Regions from separate parts of the Ovis aries genome. Here region 2 is linked to region 1. Evidence: chromatin contacts called from public Hi-C data. All regions are on one chromosome and are shown on one strand. Each heading gives the region's core, a stretch centred on a gene start, on an enhancer-like site or on the middle of the called end of the contact. The rest is flanking DNA. Distances are from core to core; before and after follow the strand shown.

What was found. A called contact is a pair of places that touch in the nucleus more often than the background predicts.
Region 2: a contact with region 1 is called in a Hi-C map of hypothalamus, with 2.8 times the contacts expected there. The contact joins two enhancer-like sites. A contact is called at or near these places in 11 of 16 Hi-C or Micro-C datasets (blood, hypothalamus, liver and 7 more).

The regions. Positions count from the first base shown.
Region 1 is chr4:94,771,022-94,778,547 of ARS-UI_Ramb_v3.0, forward strand. TSPAN33 (tetraspanin 33) reads left to right here. Exons shown (of 8, transcript XM_027968795.2): 2 at 5,629-5,686; 3 at 6,354-6,481; 4 at 6,798-6,872. LOC132659762 (a long non-coding RNA gene) reads right to left here. Exons shown (of 2, transcript XR_009600531.1): 2 at 7,202-7,526. Among named protein-coding and RNA genes, the nearest start is that of TSPAN33, 12 kb to the left of the region's middle. Within about 2 kb of position 4,095, at least 4 of the 54 cell types and tissues checked have an H3K27ac peak or open chromatin away from gene starts, as enhancers often do. A contact at or near this core is called in hypothalamus, where this site is marked.
Region 2 is chr4:94,823,964-94,831,489 of ARS-UI_Ramb_v3.0, forward strand. It overlaps SMO (smoothened, frizzled class receptor), which reads left to right. Exons shown (of 12, transcript XM_027968796.3): 9 at 774-959; 10 at 1,386-1,534; 11 at 2,046-2,180; 12 at 2,399-3,887. The coding sequence ends at 2,811. Among named protein-coding and RNA genes, the nearest start is that of AHCYL2, 9.6 kb to the right of the region's middle. Within about 2 kb of position 4,063, at least 1 of the 54 cell types and tissues checked has an H3K27ac peak or open chromatin away from gene starts, as enhancers often do. A contact at or near this core is called in hypothalamus, where this site is marked.

The DNA.
Region 1 (7,526 bases), core at 2,845-5,344:
CAAGATTGCATATGGTATACCAAGAGAGCACTGTAGCTTCTCAGTGTCCTGTCACCTGGACATTTTTAAGTTCTGCCATTTTTTTGGTGTAAGGAGAAAACACCCTGGTTAAAGGTTGTGAAACTGTAGGCAAGTGAATCCCAGTTTAAGAAAATATGATATTACAAAGTGTGGATTTACACAACTAACAAATTGAGGGTGACTTTTTTTTTTAATGGATTTCATTTTTTAGAACTGTTAGTTTTACAGGAACTTTGAGAAGATGGTACAGAGAGTTCCCATGTACCCCACATCCAGTGTCTCTTGTTTATTAACATCTTATGTGAGTATGATGCTGCTTCTCAGGGGGCCCAGTGGTAAAGAATCTGCCTGCCAACACAGGAGACTCAAGAGACACAGGTTCGATCCCTGGGTCAGGAAGATCTCCCGGAGAAGGAAATGACAACCCATTCCAGTGTTCTTCCCTAGAAAATTCCATGGACAGAGGAACCTGGTCAGCTACAGTCCATGGGGTTGGTCTCAAAGAATCAGACACAGCTGAGCAGGCACAGGAAAAATCTGGAATGAACTTTCCAGCCAACCCGAAACATTCATTCCATTAAGTTCCCTGCTTTATTCAGCTTCCTTTAGTTTTTACTTAATGCCCTTTTGTGTTCCAGGATCCCATCCAGGATACCAAATTTCATTTAGCTGTTATGTCTCCTTAGGTTTTTGTTGGCTGTGGCAGTGTCTCAGAATTTCCTTGTTTTTGAAGCCTTTGACAGTTTGGAGGAGTACTGATCATCTTGTCCCTCTACTGGAACTTGCCTGATGTTTTCTTATAATTATACTGGGGTTATGGGTTTGGGGAAGGAAGACCATGGAAGGGAAGTGCCATTTCACATAATCTCATACATCACTGACCTGTGCTGATGTTGACCTCGATCACCCGGCTGAGGGAGCCAGGCTTCTCCACTGTAAAGTTAGTCTTTTCCCCACCCTTTGGCAGTCTGTTCTCTTCGGAAAGAAGTTACTGTGTGCAGCCCACACTTGGAAGGTGTTCCACCTCCCTGACACTGCAGTGAGTGATAGTCGCTCAGTCATATCCGAAATGGTGTGACCCCATGGACTGCAGCTCGCCAGGCTCCTCTGTCCATGGGATTTCCCAGGCAAGGATACTGGAGTGGGTTGCCATGACCTTCTCCAGATGCTGCAGTACCTCCATAAAATATTTGGAATTCTGTGTGAGAGATTTGTCTTTTCTCTCCCATTTATTAAGTCATTTATATCAGTATAGACTCACGGATATTTACATTTGGGGTAACAATTCCATACTCTTTTATTTTGATATCTCTTTGGCACGGCCACACCAATGTGGGGTTTTGTTTTTTATTTTTGAGCGTTTCCTTACCTTCTGGCACCACAAGGTGCTCCAGACTTACCTATTTCCTGCCCCAGTCCTAGGATCAGCCATTTCTCCAAGGAGCCCAGCGGATGGCTATTTTCATTATAAGGTGATTACTCACCTTACATAAGGATAAAGGTACTGGTGCGGGCAAATTATTTTATATAATTTGATGGACAACTCTTCAGGAACATGCCCTTGGCTGGACTCAGCTATTTTAAAAACTGTGTCTAGCGTTTGAAAGTTTCCAGTGAGGCTTCATTCTAGCCAGAATATGAAAAGCTATTCTAGGAAGAGAAGTGTCTTTATCTCCATTCTCATCATGAAAGGAGGTCACTGGTGATATTGTGGGATGTCACAAGGATTCTGCAGCAAAGACTGATATGGTGTAGACGGTACCCAACTGAGACTGGAAATGAGGTTTAGTCCAGATGTTGCCACTGCACCCATGTGCACTTGGTCAAATACCACTTTGCTCTTTTGGCCTCATCTATTAAAACAAACATAAAAAAGGGAGTGGCCGGGCTCATTCCTAAGTTTCTATTCAGCTCTCAAATGCTAAGCTAATAACAGCAGTACTCACTTTGGAATGGCAGCAGCTCTGAGGAATTCAAGGTGGGAGATGTGATCAGGAATAGAAGTGTGAAAGAGCAAGCTGTGACTCCAGGATAAACGGGCAGATCAATGACAGAAATGCAGAATTTCAGAGGTAGCTAGTGAGCTTCCAAGCAAGCAGGATCATTAATGACATTAAATATTCATGCTCATATTAATGTCTTAACTTTCTTTTTCACATAACCAGCATCTGCTGCCCTAGATCCCTGGCTGAGTGTGCTTGAGGCTGGTGGTTCTCGAACTTGGCTGCGTGTTGGAATCACATGGAATGCATTCAGGAACACTGTGACCTGGGTTCCAATGCCAGAGATTCTGACATACTTGGTTTGGGGTGTAGCCTAGGCATCAGGAATTTTGAAGTTCTCCTCCACGCCCCCCCCCCCATTCTAATGGCAGCCAACATCAAAAAGCACTGCCTTAGGTTATAGATGGAGAAGGCAATGGCACCCCACTCCAGTACTCTTGCCTGGAAAATCCATGGACGGAGGAGCCTGGAAGGCTGTAGTCCATGGGGTCGCTAAGAGTTGGACACGACTGAGCGACTTCACTTTCACTTTTCACTTTCATGCATTGGAGAAGGAAATGGCAACCCACTCCAGTGTTCTTGCCTGGAGAATCCCAGGGATGGGGGAGCCTGGTGGGCTGCCATCTATGGTGTCACACAGAATCAGACACAACTGAAGCAACTTAGCAGCAACAGCAGGCTATAGATGCTCTTGCCCCCTCCCAGATACGTCTCCTTAAGGGCAAGGACCGCATCTTGCTCATCTTTGCAGTCCTGAGTGTCTCCTACATAACAGCTGATGAATTGGATTTGGAGAGTGTATTTGTTTCCTATTACTGTTGTTAACAAATTGCCACAAACTGAATGGTTTAATATAACACAATTAGTTTTCTTATAGTTCTGGAGGTCAGAAGTCCAAAACAGGTCTCATTGAGCTGAAATCAAGATGTCAGAGAAGCATGATTCCCTCTGGAGGCTTTAAGGAAGAATCTAGTTCCTTGCCTTCTCCAGCTTTTAGAGGCTATTCATGGTCCTTGGCTTATGGCACACACTTCAGCCCCTGCTTCTGTTCTCATACACATCTCCTCCTCTACTCTGACCCTCTTGCCTCCTTTTTATAAGGTTCCTTGTGATTATATTGGGCTCACTGGGATAATCCCCCCATCGTAAGGTCCTTAAGTGAATCACATTTGCACAGCCGTGTAAGGTAACATTTTCACGGGTTTTGGGAATTACGACAGGACATCTCTTGGGGGGGACACTGTTCTACCTACCGCAGATAGAGACAGAATAGCTGCTATAATTAAAAGCCCACCCATGGAATTACTTACCCTGGGACACATGGCATCTCTTTACTTTGCCTTTCTTGTTTTAGCTGTGCAGGGATTTAATCAGAGACTGTCTCTGTGAAAAGTTATACACCCCAGTGAAAATCTAACATGTGAAAAAACAGTAAGGAGCCTGTTTAAATAAAGAGCAGATACATATTTTTAAATGACTCAGTAAAGTGATGTTCAGAACCAGAATTGGCTGTGGTGAGTTTTAAAGGGCAGACAGAGATGCCTGATCGCTCTGGCAAAGGGCTTGTGTCTCTGGGTCTGCGGGATGATCGGGATCTCTGTTGTGGGTTTTCCTCACCTCCCACCCACTGCCCCGTGCTCCCTGAGCCTGGCTGTGCTGTGGGATAAGAAGCCAGCTGGCACCTCCAGACCCTCCCACAGCTCTCTGCAAGCAGCTCCCTCGCTCCTGGACACAGAGTGTGAGGGCCAGCACATAACGCATGGGGCCCCGAGGCAGAGGTGATGTCAGACGATTGGGGACCAAGGAGAAGGGTCTTAAAAGACATGGTTTTAGACAAGGTTTTCCCATTTCCTGCTGAATGCGCCAGCTGGTAGAGTTCACTAAAGAAAATCTCTCTCTACTGAGGGACTAGTCTGACCTGTTGTCCTGCTACAGGGGCTCAATTCCCTTCTCCCACCAAAGCCCCAAGATGTTTCTTCCCAGCTGGTCTCTGTCTTGCAGGACAGTGGAGTCCAGCCAGCCCTGTCCTTCCCCACTGAACTGGTCAAGTTCCTGCTGAGAACTCCCTCCAGCCAGAGTGTGGCCCCAGCTATTGCCATGGTGACAGCCAGCTGCTGCTTAGCACCAGCCTGGGAACTGGGCATAAAGGAAGGGTGCGCACACGGGGTCACCCTGCACTCCTGGAGGCCTGCGGCAAGGGCACAGGGAAAGCCCCTTTAGGGAGCCCTGGTGGTCTTTGATGGGTTTGTTTTCTCAGAGAGAAGCCAGGAAGTTTGAAAGGTCTAAACTTCTCTGTTTCCACACCCTGGAATCAGACGTTATAAAGTTTCCTTTGTAAGGTAGTTCTGCTATTTTACACCAAGGCATTCATGTGCAAGCATTCTTCCACTCTGGTTTGCACTTTCATTTTTACATTTGACACCACGTTGACCCGCAAGAGAGTTAGAGACCTGGGAGATTCTACTCAGGCCTGCTTCAGCTTGAAGACCTTCTCTTTGAAGTAGTTGGATTCAAATTCAGAACTTCACAGTTTCTATGTGACCCCAGGCAAGTTAATCATTAGTAATGATTTGTTGTTAGTCGCTAAGTCGTGTCTGACTCTTTTGTGACCCCATGGACTGCAGCCCATGAGGCTCCTCTGTCCATGGAATTTCCTAGGCAAGAATACTGGAGTGGGTTGCCATTTCTTTCTCCAAGGGATCTTCCCAGCACAAGGATCAAACCCTCACATCTCCTGCTTGGCAGGCAGATTCTTTACCACTGAGCCACCTGAGAAGCCCCAATTAGTAATGATAGATAATATTTATTACTAGGCATCTTGTTAAATGCTTTCCATGCATTCTTTTATTTCATCTTCACAGTAATCTTATTAGATATAGTTGTTTTAAATGCCCATCCTCAGGGACTTCCCTGCTGGTCCAGTGGTTAAGAATCCACCTGCTAATGCAGAGGAGATGGGTTTGATCCCTGGTCCAGGAAGATTCCACATGCTTCAGGGCAGCTAAGCCTCTGTGCCACAGCTACTTAGCCCTCGCTCTAGAGTCTGAGAGCCGCAACTACTGAGCCTGTGAGCCTAGAGCCTGTGCTGTGCAGCAGAGCAGCCACTGCAGTGAGGAGCCCACGCACCGCAACAAAGAGCAGCCTCTGCTCACTGCAGCTACACGGGAACGAAGACCCGACACAGCCGAAAGAGCGACGACCACGAAAACAAACAGACTCCCAGATATGGAGACTGAAGTTCAGAGGGTTGTCCAGCATGGGCTCAGATCCTCCTCACTCTGAAGCCCATGTTCCTAACTGCTCTTCTGTATTAACCTTGCATTGCCTTAACTTCCTCATCTGTAAGATGGGGAGAATAGCTGCCTCACCAGATAACTGTGTTGTAAGAATTAAATGTGATCATCCTGATACAGGCTTTTCATGGAGGTAATGCCCTGCTGGATTCTATCAACAGTATCACTAGGAGGAGGGGGGGTGGGGAAGATGCTCATTCCTGGTCCAGGAAGAGTCGTCATCCTCCTCCTCTCCTCCAAGGTTACTCACAACTCTCAGGGCTCCCCGATTTCCAAAACCTCAGTGTGTGGCTCCTTCCCTGTCTCCACAGGTGATTTCCATGGTGATGGTGGCTGTGGGTGTCTACGCTCGGCTGATGAAGCACGCAGGTGAGCTACAGTTCCTGTCCATCTCCCCCTGACTCTTGCCTGCCCCTTTCTCCTCTGCCTCTTTCAGCCCTGGCCCTTCAGCCCTCCTCCTCACAGAAGCTGTGGAGCTATAGGAGGCCGCCACCCTCTAGCCAAATCCTGGCGGCTTACTCCGCCTGGCCACCCAAGCCAGTTCTGGATTTCCCTGAGCTCCTGCGAATCTTCTGAGATCTGCCTGCATTTTAGGCTTAGGGCGTATCTAGGGAAGAAGGTAGGCTTCTGGGTGCAAAGACTACCCAGAGGCTTCAGCCCTCCCTTCACTCTGTTTAGGAGAAACTCAACCTCCATTCCTATTCCTCTACACGAAGAAGTCTCCAGGAAACAGAATATGCAAAAGCCAGCAAGCCTAATGCCATTCTAATTCTTTTCTGGAGCGAAAATGGTTCCTCCTCTCTCAAGCCTGGGAATAAAGGCTCTTACTTTGTTAGTTCCTCAAATTAAAGGCCACAGACTGTTCTGGGCCCTTGGTGTTCTCCCCGTGGGAGGGCAGTACTGCTCCCTGTAACCTTTTCCTAGCCACATTGGAGAGTCCCTCACCAGGGCAGGAGGACAGTTCTGGGGGCACCCCACCCCACCCCTGGCACCCTGCTCAGTGGGCACCAGCTCAGACTGAGGGCCCCTCCCCCAGAGGCGGCGCTGGCCTGCCTGGCTGTGGACCCGGCCATCCTGCTGATCGTGGTGGGCATCCTCATGTTCCTGCTCACCTTCTGCGGCTGCATCGGATCTCTCCGCGAGAACATCTGCCTCCTGCAGACGGTGAGTGGTAAGGGGCACCCCCCTGGGAAGGCCCGGGCCACTCCCTGTGCTTCTCCTTCCTGAAACCTTTCAGTTTCTTTTGTCCCTTGCTGCCCCCTGGTCTGTGCTGGCCACTCCTCCCTGTAGAGCTCAGCCCAGGTAACCCAGCAAGGGCAAGCACCCCCAGGACAGCATCCCAGAGGCAGCTGCCCCACACTGTGGGGTGGGGGGTGTCTGGGAGAAGTGGCCTGTGGCCCCCAGGTGTCCCTGTGGCCCTGGGAAACCCCTGCCCAGCGCGGTAACAGACTGTCTCCTTTTGCCACCTGCTCCCCCACAGTTCTCTCTCTGTCTCACCATCGTGTTCCTGCTACAACTGGCAGCTGGGGTCCTGGGCTTCGTCTTCTCAGACAAGGTAACTCTGGGAGTCACAGGCCTACTCAGATGTGAACCAGAGGGAGGAAGGGAAGGTTCCTGCCTGTGCTCAGCCTAATTAACCACAGTGGTCCTTCCCCTGAGGAGCATTAGCCTTTGAAAGATTGTCCTTAGGGATAAATGAATGCACTTTAAAGTCACCATATTTAAAGAGGACTTCAAGATTGTAAGGTGTTTTCCTCTGACAGTCTGAGAGGCCAACAGGGAAATAAATTCTATGAACCCAAAGTTAAAATAGTCTGCAAACTTTAATGCAAACGATTGAGTAAAATTCAGTTATCAAGTGGGTCACGGACAACATGAAGAGCCTTTTATTTTTAAAATTATTTATTGGGAAAAACAAAAGTAAGAAAAGGGGGAAGTAAACAAGACTTTGAACAGTTCTCACCATATCTGGAAATGGTCTGCCATTCAGTGGCAGCCCTTTTAATTAAAAACCAGAATTTCTTTCCAAAAGGGCAGATGATTGCCAGGGGCAGAGTATAGGACTATGGATAAGAAATTTTGAGAAAAGTAATGAAGCAGGAAGGAAGAGAGCATGCTTAAAAACTATGAAATTGAGAGCCACTGAGTCAATTCAGAGTGTCCTAGTCCTTCTGACTTAGTAAAATCCTAAAAATGATACAGAGAAAAG
Region 2 (7,526 bases), core at 2,813-5,312, 53 kb after region 1:
AGCTCCGCCCTTCCCTCTCATCCCCAAGGCTGCCTGGCTGGTGCGCTTGTAACTGTTAAGCCGTTGTATGTTTTGGCTTCTCCCCACCTCTTGTGTTGGCCACAGATCTCGCTTTTTCTCATGGACTCTTTACAGAGCGTATTGCAAATTGCTGCACAGAAATAGTATTGCTCGACAACAGGTTAACAGCCCATTAATGCTTTCTGGGTTTGCCTGTGCTTTTTTTGTGTCACTTGATGATAAATCTGCGAGGGTAAGGCATCTCAGCTACTTCAAGAAGTACAGTCCATACTGATACCAGGAATAGGAGTTAAAATGCTCATTAAAATCCTGAGTGCTTCTTGGGATTTCCATGGTGGTCCAGTGGCTAAGACTCCGTGCCCCCAATGAAGGGGCCTGAATTGGATCCTTAGTCAGGGAACTGACTGCAACATGCTGGCTCCCACATGCTGCAACTAAGACCCTTCGAAGTCAAATAAATAAATAAATATATTTTTAGAATCCTGAGTGCTTCGGACTTTTCCTTAAAGGCTCCAGCTTCCAGTGTGTGGGCAGACCTGATGCCTGGGTCCCTCCCCCAGAAATTTGATTTCATTGAATGGGGTGTGGCCCAAACATCACGAGTCATTAAAAGCTCCCAGGTGACTCTAATGATCACCTAGGATTGCAAATCATTGATGTGGGCTTCACTCTTTCTAGTGTTGGGATTGATTGTCTGGGCAACCACCAGGGAGACTCAGAAAGCTTCACCCGTCTACTACCTCTTGCCACAGATGCCAGGCCAATGTGACCATCGGGCTGCCCACCAAGAAGCCCATCCCTGACTGTGAGATCAAGAACCGCCCCAGCCTCCTGGTGGAGAAGATCAACCTATTTGCCATGTTTGGAACTGGCATTTCCATGAGCACCTGGGTCTGGACCAAGGCCACGCTGCTCATCTGGAGGCGCACCTGGTGCAGGTGGGGTCAGCAGCAGCCCGTCCTGACCTGGCTGCCTCGTTCTCTCAGCCTCAGCATCCTGTAGGCTCGGTCAGGTCTCACAAGTCCCGGCGCAGCCTTGAGCAGGTGTGATTTCTAAGGGGCCTAGCAGCCGAAAGCGGCCTTTCCTGTGGCTCACCACTGCCCCCTGGTGACACCTCGTGTCCTTGCGAGGATGGGCCAAGGGCTGCGCCTTCGTGTCTTCTAAGAGAGGAGTGATTTGAGAGCTGGGCACAGGAGCCCTGCATTCTAGCCTCCCTTTTTGGCAGAGAAGGCCTCTACTCTTCAGGGCCCTTGAGGCCCACTGGAGGCTCCTTTCCTGGAGGGAATGGATTTTCTGGTCTTCTGCAAGATTTGAGGGGAAGCGGCTGCTCCTCCATGCTCCCTGCCCCATCTTTCTGCCCTCAGGTTGACGGGGCAGAGTGATGATGAACCCAAACGGATCAAGAAGAGCAAGATGATTGCCAAGGCCTTCTCCAAGCGGCGGGAGCTGCTGCAGAACCCAGGCCAGGAGCTCTCCTTCAGCATGCACACCGTCTCCCACGACGGGCCTGTGGGTGAGCTTCCACTCTGTTCTCCTCTGGAGCACGTTCCCAGTTCCCTTCCAGGCTGGTGTGGCTTCATGGTCTGTTTGCAAGGCTGTGAGGAATGGCGCTCCTTCTTCTGTTCACATACTCCTTCTTCTCCAACCCCCCACCCCCATCCCCCCCCACCACTCCATCCCAGGCCACTCTCCCCTCTCTGTTTCTGCCCCTGGGTCTGCTTGCTGATGATTTGGTTCCAAAGGACTCATCTCCCTCACCTTTAACCATCTTCTGCAGCTATTCTCCCTGGGCTGCAGGAAGTCAGGTTTCGGGCACTGGGTTTCTGGCGTCCCCTCAGGCCCCCATGCCCTTCAGACTGGGGATGGGTAGAGATCTGGCTGTGCCCACCAGGGTGGGCTTTCTTTGCTAAATTGAGTGGGAGCCAAGGGCTGGGGGAAGGTGACTGGTACCGAATATGGAAGGAGCAGTCACAGTGAGGGCCTGGGCAGTCATGGCACCTCGCCCTTTCCTTCCATCCCCACAGCGGGCTTGGCCTTTGACCTCAATGAGCCCTCAGCTGACGTGTCCTCTGCCTGGGCCCAGCACGTCACCAAGATGGTGGCCCGGAGAGGCGCCATACTGCCCCAGGATGTGTCTGTCACCCCAGTGGCAACGCCAGGTATGGGTTTCCACTCTTGTAGGAAGATGGGGGATGTTGAGGCTGGAAGAAAGTCCTGGGAGTGGAGTGCCAGGAGCTGCTGGCAGGGGAGAGGGAGGGGAAGGCTTTGGAGAACAATGGCATGGGTCTCCGGCTCCAAGAGCAGAGGCCCGGGGAGAGAAGGTGCCACGCGCACAGAGCTTAGAGTCCCAGGCTCCTGTTCTCTCTCCCACCGTCAGTGCCCCCGGAGGAAAAAGCCAACCTGTGGCTGGTTGAGGCAGAGATCTCCCCGGAGCTGGAGAAGCGCCTGGGCCGGAAGAAGAAGCGGAGGAAGAGGAAGAAAGAGGTGTGCCCGCTAGTGCCACCCCCGGAGCTTCACCTCCCCGCCCTGGGCCCTGCCCCCGCCCCTAGTGCAGTCCCTCGGCTGCCGCAGCTGCCCCGACAGAAGTGCCTGGTGGCTGCAGGCGCCTGGGGACCTGGGGAATCCTGCCGACCTGGAGCCTGGACCCTGGTCTCCAACCCCTTCTGCCCAGAGCCCAGCGCCCCAGCCCCTGTGGCCTGGGTGCAGGGCCGCCGGCAGGGACTGGGGCCCGTTCACTCCCGCACCAACCTGATGGAGGCGGAACTCATGGATGCAGACTCCGACTTCTGAGCCTGAAGAGTAGGACCTGCAACGAAAGGAGGAACAAATACCGTTCGGAGAATTTTCTTCCTCCCTGAGAGTGCTTCTCTCCAGGATCTCATCTTCCCGAGCACCTGAGGGCCCAGTGCCTTCCCGGGAGAGTTCAGTGTGGACGGCTCACGGCACCAGGACTGCAGGAAGGAGCCCTGACATCTCCACGGATAGGCCTCACTGGGGCAGGGCCCTGGAGGTTAGGGTCCTTGATTCTGCCCCACCTGGCTGGCAGTGTCAGGCTCCAGCGGGCTCATGGGTATGCAGAGCTCCTAGTGTGGCGGTAAAGGTGCAAGCAAGGCTGCATGGGCTTGCATGCATACTTGCATGGGCTGCGGTGGCCAGCCCCTGTCTGGCAGATGAGGGCTGGCTGCCCTTGTTTGTGCCAATGGGTGCCCTTCCCTGGCACTCTCAAACCAAAAGTGTTCATTGAGTCATTATCCCTTTGTCCACCTGAGGACAGAGCTCCTTTCTCCCCTTTCCGGTTGGTTGTGGGGCTGGGAGTATTTACTCCCATAGGGGCAGTAACCTCTCTTAAAAGTGTCCAGCTGGCTCCACCGTAGGCCAGTAACTCACCCTGGGTGTTGTGGCACCCTCCTTTCCCCTTTCCCGTTTCGGTTCAACCAGGCCAGCCTCTTCCTGTTTCCTGTTTGTTGATTAGGACGCAGAGTTGCAGCATTTTCCACCCTGCCCCCACGCCCTACCCCTTTACCGCTGGACTCCATCTCCAGGTGAGAGGTTTGGTTCAGCCATAGAGCCTGGCATGGTGGAGAAGCTGCAAGTGATGGGAAGCCTCTGGGCCTCAGAGAGATGCATGCTATCCTCTGACTGAGGAACTACCCTTGGGAAGCTGCTGACATTTCAGCCAGGCAGGAACGCTTCCTTCAACTTCCATAGTCGGCGAGTGAAGAGGTTCCCACCTCTCATTACCCCCATCCAAGGCCCCAGTGTCAAGAACCAGACAGCAGGGAGGTTTAGCAGCTGGCTGGGTTCCAGATCAGAGGGTAGGGATAAGGAGACAAAATATAAACAGTAAATAAAAGGTTTTTGTATAATCTATTGATGTGCTTCTTTCCATAGGCCCTGTCTTGACCCACTTACCTGGTCATGATCTCATTTGTCCTTCACTTCCTCTGCAAACTATTCTGCAAGGCCAAGAGCTCAGTTCTAATGAGGTCACCACTGACAGATGTCAGGCCGATGTCAGCTTAATGTGCTGGCTGTCCTTCCTGGCCAGTTGGTTCTATATATGGACAAAGGCTCTGGCCACAGCTGCCTCACTGCGCATTGATCATGAGATGAATGAGCAAGGACATGCAGCTTGTCCCTGCAGTGATGACACTTGCAGAAAGCAAGATTCCCCTGCTGGGGAGTATAGGTGGGCATGGAGCCTCATGGCAATCCCAGGCCCCCTCTGGGAACCTCTTGCCTCTACAAGGATGTCTGTGGGACCAGGTGCATTCGCATCCACAGCTTCCTCCCCTTGGGCTGTCAGAGAAATTCAGGCTTCTCTGAGGGAAGCCTGCTACTTCCATTTCCTCCAGAAAGATGTCAGTAGAAAACTGGGAACTGGACTCAGGATTCTGTGGAAGAGAGGGTGGAGGAAAGGGGGTGGTACCCACAGATGACTCAGGGTATTGTGCAGTATTAAGTGTGCTTGTTTATGGGTGTCGCTCAAGTGATGGGCACACAAGCAATTTGCCCAGAGCCAGATTCCAAAGGAAGAGGAAAGGGAACTAACACTGGTTATCTACCATGTACTTTACATGTGTATAAGGATAATGATGATGATGATGATAACAATAAGGGCTAATTCTTATTAAATGCTTGCTAGCTCTAAGCACTTCGGATCTCTTTAACCTGTTGAATCTCACAACAGACCTCAGAGGCACTGTAAACACCCCCAAGACACTTAGGTACAGAAAAGTTCAAAAGTTTGCCTGAGAGAAAGTGAGTGCTGGGATTCTATCAGAGCCATCTGGCTCCAGAGTCACTGGTTCTTGGCCTCTGCACTCTGAGTGCTGTGCTTGTGCTTAGTCATGCAATCATGTATGACTCTTTGCAACCCCATGGACTATACCAAGCCAGACTCCTCTGTCCATGGGATTCTCCAGGCAAGAAGACTGGAGCGGGTTACCACGCCTTCTTCCAGGGGATCTTCCCAACCCAGGGATTGAACCCAGATCTCTCACATTGCAAGCGGATTCTTTACCGTCTGAGCTACCAGGGAAGTCCCTGCACTCTGCTGCCTCTCCTTTAATTCGGAAGAGGCAGAGGAACTATTTTTCTGTAGCAACAAACTTCAGAGAAGCAAAATGACTTGCCCACAACCTCATAGCTAGTAAGAAACACACTGGGCCCAGGGCCTTCCTGACTCTGCAGTCCAGACTTTCAGCTCTTAGGTCTGATTTTTGGTTATTCTTCCTATCCAGATTGCCCATGCTGTGTTCCCTCTGGTCTCCCCACATCCCCTTGTGCTTGCCCACCTTGCTTATTCTTGCCATCACTGCTCTTCTCAACAGTAGAGCTAATTTCTTTCTTTTTAATTGAAGCATAGTTGATTTACAATGTTGTGAGTTTCAGGTGTACAGCAAAATGATTCAGTTACATATATTTTTCAGATTCTTTTCCATTATAGATTATTATAAGATATTGAATATAGTTCTCTGTGCTACATAGTAGGTCCTTGTTGTTTATATTTAATAGTGGATTTTATATATAATCCCAAACTCCTAATTTATCCTTCCCTGCCTTTCCCCTTTGGTAATCATAAATTTGTCTGTGAGTCTATTCCTGTTTTGTAAGTAAGTTCATTTGTATCTTTTTTTTTTTGTATTCCACAAGTGATATCATATGATATTTGTCTTTCTCTGAGTTACTTAATAGGATAATCTCTAGGTCTCACCACCTCACATTCCCACCAACTGTATAGAAGGGTTCCCTTTTCTTCACATTCTCCAGCATCTATTATTTATAGACTTTTTTTTTGGCCACACCCATGGCTTGCAGGCTCTTAGTTCCCCTATCAGGGATCCAACCTGGGTTCCAGCAGTGGAAATGCCAAGTCCTAACCACTGATCTGCCAGGGAATTCCCTATTTGTAAGGTTTGTGTGTGTGTGTGTGTGATGACTGGTGTGAGGTGATACTTCATTGTAGTTTTTATGTTCATTTCTCTAATAATTAGCAGTGTTGAGCATCTTGTGTCTTCATCTTGGCCATCTGTATGTCTTTAGTAGTAGAGCTATTTTTAAACCTTATCCATGCATGCATGCATGCTAAGTTGCTTCAGTCATGTCCGACTCTGTGGGACGTTATGGACAGCAGCCCACCAGGCTCCCCTGTCCACAGGATTCTCCAGGCAAGAATACAGGAGTGGGTTGCCATTTCCTTCTCCCAAAGCAGTATTCAAAACAATAACAATGATCAGTGTTGTCTAATGAACTTTTTTGAAACAAGGGGAAATGTTAAATGATTTTCTATCTCCATGTACATCCCCTCCATCTCTTCTTTCTTTAGTTGTGTTATAATGGTGTGTTGGAGGAGTTTATTCTGGGTTTTAAAAAGCTGAGAAATGTAACCTGTCTGTGGAGGCTGATAGACTGTGACCACTAGAGGACACCATGAGCCTACCTTTTGTGAACGCTGGCCAGGCAGCTGTTGGAAATCTGAAATTTTGTGGACACTCCCACAGACCAGTTGTATATTTTAGTATTTTTATAGGAGTGCAAAATCTTGTGACTGAGCCACAGTGGCCACTTTCTTACCAAAACCCTTGAGTTAGACTCCTGAAAGAAACTTCTCAGGGCCCAAGAGAAACTTGGTTTGGGGGACTCCCTGTGGCTGTCCTGTTGTCCTGAGGTCAACATGTCTTCACCCCTCACGTTGGCTCTGCCCTCAACAGCTCAACTGGGTCCCCCTTACCCCTCTCAAACTCACTCATCCAACTTACCAGGTTGTAAGACCTGCCTCTGTCAGTCCCAGAATCTTGTAAGCAGTATGTTCACTGCTCCAACCCTTCCTCTGCCTGTGTATGACTCTTTTTTTTTTTTCTGAGAAATTGAAAAGACACAGAAAAGCACAAGGAACAACCTACTAAACATCCATATTCCCAATACTCAGAAATAAATGTTAAAATGTAAAAAAAAAACTTTAAAAAGTTACCATATTTTCTTCCAATCTACATTCATGAAGAAATAAAGTAAAACAGATTTAGCTAAGTCCTCTTTGACCAACACCCCTATTCCATTTTTCTTCCCACTTTCCCTTTCCTCAATCAAAAATCAACTGTCTGCATTTAGTGGGTTTTCTTTCAGTCCATTTTTATATTTTCATATGTGCAAATGAAGCTATGCATTCATAAACCATATACTGCTTTTATAGCTTTTTAATTTTTAAATTATATTTTTTTATTGAAGTATAGTTGATTTACAGTATTATATTGATTTCCGGTGTCCAGCACTACTGGAGTGGGTTGACATTTCCTTCTCCAGGGGAACTTCCTGACCCAGGATAAAACCCAGGTGTCCTGTATTGCAGGTGGATTCTTTACCAACTGAGCCACCAGGGAAACCCCACAATGATTCGTATTTTTATAGATTACTCTCCATTTAAAGTTACTACAAAATAATGTCTATAATTCCCTGTTCTGTACAATAGAGTTTTGCCTGCTTTTAAAGTTTGAATTTTCATCTCA